Regions from separate parts of the Mus musculus genome. Here region 1 is linked to region 2. Evidence: chromatin contacts called from public capture Hi-C data. All regions are on one chromosome and are shown on one strand. The core of a region is the stretch at or near the end of the contact, and the rest is flanking DNA. Distances in the headings are between cores, read along the strand shown.

Evidence for each region. Capture Hi-C pulls out chosen DNA fragments and counts their contacts.
Region 1: a contact with region 2 is called in a capture Hi-C map of embryonic stem cells, with 3 times the contacts expected there. The contact joins the promoter of 4933432I09Rik here to the promoter of Tssk2 in region 2. A contact is called at or near these places in 9 of 39 promoter capture datasets (the C10 cell line, the SN4741 cell line, cranial neural crest and 4 more), 2 of 15 datasets of contacts at CTCF or cohesin (embryonic stem cells and large pre-B cells), 6 of 484 Hi-C or Micro-C datasets (Sertoli cells, embryonic stem cells, nephron progenitors and 1 more), 4 of 115 datasets of contacts at active chromatin or transcription factors (embryonic forebrain, large pre-B cells, pancreatic cancer cells and 1 more) and 4 of 9 other capture datasets (embryonic stem cells, liver, macrophages and 1 more).

What each region holds. Positions count from the first base shown.
Region 1 is chr16:18,212,385-18,216,828 of GRCm38.p6, forward strand. 4933432I09Rik (RIKEN cDNA 4933432I09 gene) reads right to left here and starts at 1,479. Exons shown (of 3, transcript NR_015575.1): 1 at 1,453-1,479. It also overlaps a transcript of Ccdc188 not described here.
Region 2 is chr16:17,897,077-17,901,938 of GRCm38.p6, forward strand. Tssk2 (testis-specific serine kinase 2) reads left to right here and starts at 1,561. Exons shown (of 1, transcript NM_009436.2): 1 at 1,561-2,948. The coding sequence starts at 1,659. The coding sequence ends at 2,735. It overlaps Ess2 (ess-2 splicing factor), which reads right to left. Exons shown (of 10, transcript NM_022408.2): 10 at 3,633-4,862.

The sequences.
Region 1 (4,444 bases), core at 229-2,728, 320 kb after region 2:
CTTGGGCAGGGGTGCTTACGCTCAGCAGCCTAGTGGAGCACAGCATGGCGGTCAGCAGGCCACCTCCCAGTACAAGGCCTCAGAGCCCCCGACATCCTGAAATGATGGCTGTCTACTGGGACTGTGTCTTTCACAAGGGTTGTCTTTAGCACTCTTACTGTCTTTCTGACTGTTAAAGTTAAAAATACGAGTGGCCAAGAGCACTGACCGCTCTTCCAGAGGCCATGACTTCAAATCCCAGCAACCACACAGTGGCTCACAACCATCTCCAATGGGATCCAGTGCCCTCTTCTGGTGTGTCTAAAGACAGCTACAGTGTACTCACATAAAATAGATAAATCATTTTTTAAAAAAAATATGAGCAGTGGCTTCCAGAGAGTGACCACAGAAGAGAGGAGCAAACAGCCTGTCACCACATACATTCTAGGAGCAGAAAGTCCATGTCCAGTACTGAGCGCCCCATGGGTGTGCCTTTCCTCCAAGAGCTTCAACCTCTGGAGCTGGGAATTCCTAGAAGACCTCAAGGACCCAGCCCACCTAGTGCCCTCTTTGTGGGGATAAGACATGGAGACAGGATTTTACTGTGCATCCTAGGTTGGCCTCAAACTCATGGCAATCCTCCTGCTCTAGCCTTACAAAATCCTGATACACACAAGCATGAAGTAGCATGCCTAGCTCTGAGACCTTCTTTTGCCCACACCATGGTCTCAGGACCCTGCTTGCTCTGCACTCCCCACTCCCTGCAGACTGGAGAAGGCCGAGAAGGTCACACAGCTCTCAGAAACTCATGTCTACTTTGCCAGGAACAGAGAGGCCTAGCAGCCCCTACCTTCTGGCCCTGGGGTGACTTCATCACACAGACCACTTCATCCCTCATCTGCCCCTCTGCCACCTGGAAGGTCACAGGCTGTGACTCAGAGCCAAGTGTCATCTTGCCTCTCTAACAGAGCAAAGGAGAGTTCATGCCTAGGCCATACCCTAGGTCCTGGGTAGGAGATGAAAGGACTGGGCAGAGTCCTGGATGACAGGGTAATAATCCCAAGGCCACTCCAGGAATGCCTGTGAAACCCCAGACACATTCATCCAGGTTCTGTAGGATCCTCTAGTCCTACGCAGGGTGCTTTGGGGCTGCAAGTGGAGAACAGACTAGGTGGGTAAGGGCCAGAAGCCCAGGTTAAAAATACAGAAATGAGAATCTCTCATGGGTGTGGCTGGCTCTATGACTCTGAGTTCTACTCAGGCCCTGTAATGAGCATGGGTCATTGAGTGTCAAGGCCATAGTAAGGAGAGTAGAATCTGCCCATTTAGCCCCTGACTTCATCTCAGGCCAGCTGTAGGCAAGCGGCTCTGGATAACATAGCCTGTCCTCTCTCCTCTCCTCAGCATCCCCTAGGCACCAGCCGGGCTGGGGGGAAGGGTGGTGTGAGTGTGTCTGGATAGCTAGCCCCTTACCACCACTTCAGGCTCCTCAAGGCCATCTGGGTGTCATGGCAACATGGGCAGGAAGCGGCTGCCATGGCAACTGGTGTCCAGGGAAATGCGCTGCCTAGCAACAGGGGCTAGGGCCACTCTAGCTCCTCACAGCACACTCTAGTGTCCCACACTCTCTGTGTGTCTTCGAGTCTGCATCATCCTAGCACTCCCACCCAGTGCAGCCTCGGGGCTCCACACAGACCCTCACCCAACCCAACACACCAATCTGTAGGGTATTTAACATGCTAGCACAGCTCATGCTCATGCGGAACCAGCTACACGGCAGACCTGGGGCTCTTCTCTCCTACTAGACTCCCTCACCTCTCAGGACTCTCTGGAGATCAAGAGCATACAAGGACCGTGGAAAAGGGGGAGGCGTCTTCGGGGCTGTCTGAAAGAAACCAGCCTTCCAGATAGGGCACAGCCCAACAAAGGTAAGGTGATCAGAGAACATTGGGTTTCGGGTTAAGGTAGGCACCTAAGGTCTCAGAACATATGAGCACCTGAAGTGCCCTCAGTCCTTCCACGGCTGCTCAGTAACTGTAGCCCACGCTGAGCACTTGGAGCTGTGACCTGAGGATCCTAGCCTGCAGCCTTTGTGTGGTACTAACAGGACAGCATCCTGAGTATCTACTGGGCCCTTACCAAGTCTGGAGACTCAGAATATAGAACAAAGACACCACGACCACCACTGTCAGCTACTCAGGGCCTTTGCTGAAGCCACCCCATTCCAAAGCCATCCAAGGGCCTTCCTGGGCTCCCACCTCTGAGATCATCATATCCTGGTAACCATGAAACCCCAGAAAGAAACCAACAGGCAGAGGGCTTAGAAGCCCCTCCAGGGACCAGAGTGGGCAGCTTCTGAGTGCCGTAGGGCATGCTGGGGCAATTCCAGGCCTCTCCTCTAGTGTGACTGCCAGCCTCAGTCTGTACTGAGTGTAGAGATGCATCCCATACTGGAAAAATGCAGGACTCCAGCTTGTGTGCCAGCTGGGCCCCACCGGAGCTCTCATTGTAGCGCACACCAGCTCCTCCGCCACAGGTTTCAGTGGCCCCTGATGGGTATTCATTCCAGGTCTGCAAGACAACAGGAGACCGGCCGTTAGTCTGTAAGGGACTTCAGCAAACTGAAAGCGGGACTCAGCTAACTCGGGATACAAGTGGCTGGGAAGCAGGAACTGGCTGCAGACAAGCTTGGACTCCAGTACTGATTATGGCAGCTGTCAACAGAATTCCTTGGCAAACTCCCTAGGTCTCATCATTCCAGATACCAGAGCTGGAGCAGTGATATGCATGGCAAGAGGCCCTCCTGCTTCAACCTGGACCTCCCTATGGTTTAACAGAAAAAAAAAATACCTTTTAGCTTTCTGAACTCCTTCATAAACAGAGATAGAAAAAAAAAAACCCCAAACAGGTTTTTATTTGAAGAGTATCTGCTGGGAAGTGATCAAGAATAAAGGAAAACAGAACCAAAGAACCATAAGGGGAAAAGAAAAAGTCGTCATCAAAAGGTCTTGTCCTTCTCCAAAACCGCTGCATCCTAAAAAAAAAAAAAGAACAGGGTACCTTGAAAAGGAAGAGGCACTGAGGGGCTCACAGTGACCTCCAGCGATGAAAAAGTATGACCAGTGAGATTCAAACTTGTCAAAAAAAAATCCTCATGTGTTACATAATCCTTTGGTCAATTATAGGCAATATGTGCTCCCATAAGAATCATAAGAATGCATAATAGGACGGAGGGGCAGGAGAAGGGGAGCTGTGATGGGGTGTAAAGTAAGTGACTTAATTTTAAAACATCAGTATTCCTCAGACAGACAGACAATATTTAATACCAAGGATGGAAGAATAATTCAGCGGTAGATGCCTGCTTATCATGTGCAAAGCCCTGGGTGTCATGCTCATCACTGCTAAGAAAATGTCACATCAACTACTTATGCTGTTGGCATCATGATATAACATATCCCTCACCGTTGTGCTGGGAGGGCAAGAGTACACCACTGCATGGTCAGTGGAAGACAGTGCGGAGCACGCATACAGAGCCCAGTACTGCAACATGGCAATAAATGCCTGTGCTGACTGCTACCGCACTTATGATAGGACACTTTCATTTAGTTTAGTGTGTTCTTTGTGTTTGTGTTTTTAAAGGGCTTTACTGTAGAATGAATGCAGCTGGGGTAAGCTGTAGCCGCTCTCTGGCCTCTTGTGCTTTGTGCCTCTCCCCAGCACACTACCTTGCTCTTCCTCAGTCTCACACTGTCCCACTCAGCAGCCAAGGAGCAGCGGGTTCTTCCCACCCAAGCTCCACATGACCCAACTGTGTAGGATACAGTGCCATCTAGGCTTACACACGTGTGCTTTAGAATGCCAAATTCTTCAGAATGCACCCCATCATTAAATGGCACAAGGCTGTGTATAAAGTGAGAGAGGACGGCTAAGACAGCTCAGCCGAACGCTTGCCAGTGAAGCCTGAGGACCTGAGACTGATCCTGGAAGTTCTGTAGAAAGCCAGGGGTAATGGCTCACAGTCTGTCCTAGTGCAGATCTGGTTGGGGTTGGCTAGCCAGCTACCCTCCTTTAATCCGAGTACCCCAGGTCCCAGTGAGAGACACTGTCTCAAACAAAACAACAAAACACATCTGACAGTCTCTTCTAGCTCAATGGACACAAGGCATGCAAGCAGGCAAAACACACATACACATAGAATAAATTATTTGTTTTAAAGTAAGAGAGAGCTGGGACTTAAAGGAATTGACATACAAATATCCAAGCCAAATAGAAGAAACCCAGAGTTTCAAACAAATGGGGAAAGCAGAAGAGATTTCATTAGTGAAATATTGTACCCCCAAAATGGAACATTGATGGGGTGCAGAGATAGCTTAGCAGTTAAAAGCAGTTGCTGCTCTTGCAGAAGACAAGAGTCTGGTTCCCAGTATCCATGGCAGGTGATGCACAACCACCTGTAACTGCAGTT
Region 2 (4,862 bases), core at 311-2,810:
CACGAAGAAACTTGGATGGGGCAGAAGGCTCTAGGACATGGGGCTAGCTAGTGGGGTGTGCTGAGAAGTGTGTAGGCACCTGCCTTTTCATCTCTGTAGTCTTGCTAGGTTTGGGAGACAGAAGACACCAAGATGGCCTGAGGTTGCTTGGAATTCAAGGAGGAGACAGTTGAGACAGGAAGTGACACAAGATCTCCTGCTGTGTGCGTCACTCAGGGGCTTTAAGACTAGGACTTCAAGGTGGCCTCTATGGTATATTCTTGTTCCCCATATCATCTTTTCCCTCTTGTCCACTCTGCATCTGACTATGTCACTTCCTGTTTGATGTCTTCTGTTACACCTCCCCATCTAGAAACTGGCCTTCTTGCTTTTTCTCTAAACACAACACCTTCACATTCTGGCAACTCACTGAAAGTCTAAGACTCCCATGGGATGTGAAAATAAGCAGAGGACTTCTAAAGGAGCCAAGAGGGTGTACACAGGATGCTACCTTGCAACACATACATCCATGCACAAAACACAAGACAGTCCAACATGTGGACAGTGAGCGCTGCCACAGCACTTCATGTAGCCCTGGCTCACTTGCTCACAAAACCTCCAAGTTTGCTTCCATGGGCAATGCTAAGGGCTATCGATCCCTGGGCTATCCTGCACCAAGCCTAACACAGTCCCCTCCTCACTAACCAGGCCCAGGTTGGCTCTTCCTAACCCTCCCCTCTCCCCTTGACCCTCAGATGCTTGCTCTGGCTCGAGGCCCTGAGGTTCCACATGCATTCCAAAGCCAATTAGCTTCTCTTCCTAACAGCAACCGCCTTAAAAAGGAGTCAGGTTCTATAAGGGCTGCCCATCATTTGCAGAAAAAAGCTCATGACCTTCTTTCCTGACTTACACTTTTTACCATTCTCAGCACCTGTCTGCTTGGGTACCTCACCACCTTGTACATCTGGTTAGAGCCTCCTCATCTTCCACACCACACCCTCCCAAGCATGCACCTGCCTACCTGGACCCTCAGTACATCCCCTTGTACTACCTACCCTCCCACCCACACACACCTGTTCACCAGGGATGTGCCTCAACTGCCCACTCTGTAGCCCAAAGACCCTAAACATGGAACTGCTTTCATCCAGTAGACTGGACCCACCACTGGACTGACTGGACCTGGGCAGCTTCCACTGACTGATACAAACTCATAGGAAGTTTTCCTCAAACTCCAAAGAAATGGCAGGGACTTGGCTCTAATGAAGTGAGGGCCAACACAGGACCAGTTCCCATGGCCCAACAGGGAAACGGGGATGAGACTGGACCTGTACCGCTTCTCTCTGGGCCTCACTGGTGACAACGAAGCCACAGCAAGAAAAAGGGCCAGGGAAGGTTACCACAAGTCTGAATGCCAGCTTCATTCCAGTGGGTAGGGAGGGGGTGCTCCTTCTAGGCCTTCCTGGCTTCCATCCAGGGGTCCCATTCCCCCAAGCCCAGTCCCCACTCCCAGCAGCCCAGCTTTATGACTTCATTCGCTGGTCACTTGGTGACAGTGCTGAGCGTTCCACTCCAGGCCCAGCCTAGCCAGACGCCTCCCCACAGTGGGAATGAGGACAATGCCTGCTGGCCCGTGTGGGGAGGGGATGTAGAGGGCGGCGGCACCGGCCGCTCCTGGCAGCATGGACGATGCGGCGGTCCTAAGGAAGAAGGGTTACATCGTGGGAATCAATCTGGGCAAGGGCTCCTACGCAAAAGTCAAATCTGCCTACTCAGAGCGCCTCAAGTTCAATGTGGCAGTCAAGATCATAGACCGCAAGAAAACACCCACTGACTTTGTGGAGAGATTCCTTCCTAGGGAGATGGACATCCTGGCGACCGTCAACCACCGTTCCATCATTAAGACCTACGAGATCTTTGAGACCTCTGATGGACGCATCTACATTGTCATGGAGCTGGGCGTCCAGGGCGACCTCCTCGAGTTCATCAAGTGCCGAGGAGCCCTGCATGAGGATGTGGCACGCAAGATGTTCCGCCAGCTCTCCTCAGCCGTCAAGTACTGCCACGACCTGGATGTCGTCCACCGAGACCTCAAATGTGAGAACCTTCTGCTTGACAAGGACTTCAACATCAAACTGTCTGACTTCGGCTTCTCCAAGCGCTGCCTGCGGGACGGGAGTGGGCGCATCGTCCTCAGCAAAACCTTCTGTGGGTCAGCAGCTTATGCAGCCCCCGAGGTGCTGCAGGGCATCCCCTACCAGCCCAAGGTGTATGACATCTGGAGCCTGGGTGTGATTCTCTACATCATGGTCTGTGGCTCCATGCCCTACGATGACTCTGACATCAAAAAGATGCTGCGCATCCAGAAGGAGCACCGAGTGGACTTCCCACGCTCCAAGAACCTAACTGGTGAGTGCAAGGACCTCATCTACCGCATCCTACAGCCAGATGTCAACCGGCGGCTGCACATTGATGAGATCCTTAGCCACTCATGGCTACAGCCCCCCAAGCCCAAAGCCATGTCTTCTGCCTCCTTCAAGAGGGAGGGGGAAGGCAAGTATCGAGCTGATTGCAAGTTGGATACTCGACCAGGCTCCAGACCCGAACACCGGCCTGACCACAAGCTGGCGACCAAACCCCAGCAACGGATGCTGGTGACACCCGAGAATGAAGACAGGATGGAAGACAGGCTGGCTGAGACTTCCAGAGCTAAAGACCATCACATTTCTGGAGCTGAGGTGGAGAAAGCAAGTACCTAGTGGTGGAGAGGGCCCTGGGGGTATCGTGGTGTGCAGTCTGCACCCACATAAGCTAAGTAGGCAGGTAGGAGCTGAAGAAGGCACAGGTGCAAGGAACAAGTAAAATTCGTCAATTAAACCACTATTTTGATTACGTTCTATTAGCTTTCTTCCACTTAGTAGCAAAGCCATTAATTACTGACCACCAAATAAACCACAAAGTGTATACAAGTATTGAGAGTGCCCAGTGGGGAGTCTTTTTCTCTAGGACTCATCCAGCGCGGGGATCTCCAGCATAGGGGTTCAGGAACCTGCACTCAGACAAAGGCAGTCAGTGAGGTCTGCCTCTATCACATCCTTTTGCTAGGCTCACACTTGGCCTTTCTTCTATCCCCAAGGCCTCCAGCACTGGACAGCTCCATGCCTCTCTCCTATCTTATGCAATACAAGCCACCCCACCCCTGTCTTGTTCTTACACAGTGGTCATTGTCCATTCACTTCAGAGAGGCAATCAAAATCAGAGACCTTTGCTGTGCAAGTCTCACCACACCATCCCCAGGAATGGGGCAGCTCGCCTGGAAACTTGTTGCTATTTTACCCATTCTGTAGACCTGCAGCACCCATTGGTCAGCAGCCCTCAAAGTGCCTAGACACCATTTCTCCTTACAGACTCCCTCATGCTGGCCAAATGCTTGAGGTGGTCAGTGCCTAGACCGCACCCTTCCTCCCCATCTCCTGTCTCTGCTTCCCACTGGCTGGAGGAATTCCTTGGATTAACGCTTAAGCTTCCCTAGCTCAGGTCCCAGCTCCTGCCCTTAAAGGTCCCAGGGCAGCCTCACTGTGGGGAACGGTTAGCAGAGGCCTGGTCTCTGTTACCTTGATAGGAAACACTAAATAAACAATTGATAGAAAAATAACTTAAGGGAGGAAATGGGTTTATTCAGCTCACACTTTCCATCACAGTCCATCACTGAGGGAAGCCAGAGCAGGACCTCAAGTAGGAGCTGAAGCAGACACCATGAAGGAGTGTCACGTCCTGGCTGGCTTCCTCTCTAGTTTCCTCCCAGGCTTTCTGACTCAACCCAAGACCACTGCCCTCCTACATCGATTGACGATCAAGAAAATGCCTGCAGACATGCCGTCAAGCCCATCTGATGAGAGGTAATTCAATTGAGGTTCCTTCTTCCCAGGTGATTCTAGCTTCTGTCAAACTGACAAAAACTAAGTAGTATGAGGCCCAAGGAGGAAGGTACCCAACCCCGCCTCAGAGGCCCAATGCCAGCAGACTAGAAAAGGTGGCTCTCATGCAATCAAAGCAAGACCCAGGTGTCAGAAAAGTCTGGTGTGCTTAAGGCTGCCCTTAACATAGGGCCGGCCATAGGATGCCACTTGTGGCCTGAAAACCGTACGTAGGCTGGGGAATTAGGTCATAGTTTTTGACTCTGTTAGGCCGAGAAGGGACCCTTCAGCTCTCTGTAGGCACAGGCTAACAGGCGTAGCTGGCCTCTAGTCACCTGAGGACTAGTTACTCTTAGTTGCTGGTGCGCATGGCATTTGCATGTTTGCAGGGAGCCTGCACTCTTTCTTTTCATAGTACAGCTCAGGCTGAGGTAAAGCTGGTGTCTCAGCAGAGTCCAGCAGGCAGAGCTGAAGAACAGTGGGTCAAGCAGAGAGGAGGACAGGGAGGCAGCCAGGTTGCTGGGAGGTACTGGTTCGAGTCACAGGAAGAGAACTGGTCCTGGTGAGCCTGATATGAAGACACCTGATACGAAAGCCCAGAACCAACAAACCGAATGGCCAGCTCTGACTAGGAGGCCCACAAGCTCAATGGCTCCACTTTTGGGGTCTGTGGTATCCTTTACAGTGGGAGGCTCGGGGGGTGATCTCAGCATAGAAGGCAGCTCCCCAGCACCCCTTGCTTCCAACCCTGAGACACCCACGTGGGCCCCAGGACATGGATCAGCAGCCTGGCCAGACAGTTCCAGGTGTTCTTTAATGAGGATTCAATTGGGGGTTAGCTAGAAGGCATTTCAGCAGGGCCCTGGGAACAGCACCAACGCTGTACTTCCAAGGGACTGGTCCGCGTAATGTGCCAACCTGGCCACGGGAACAACACTAGATATTTGTGGCTCCTGGAATAATCAACTG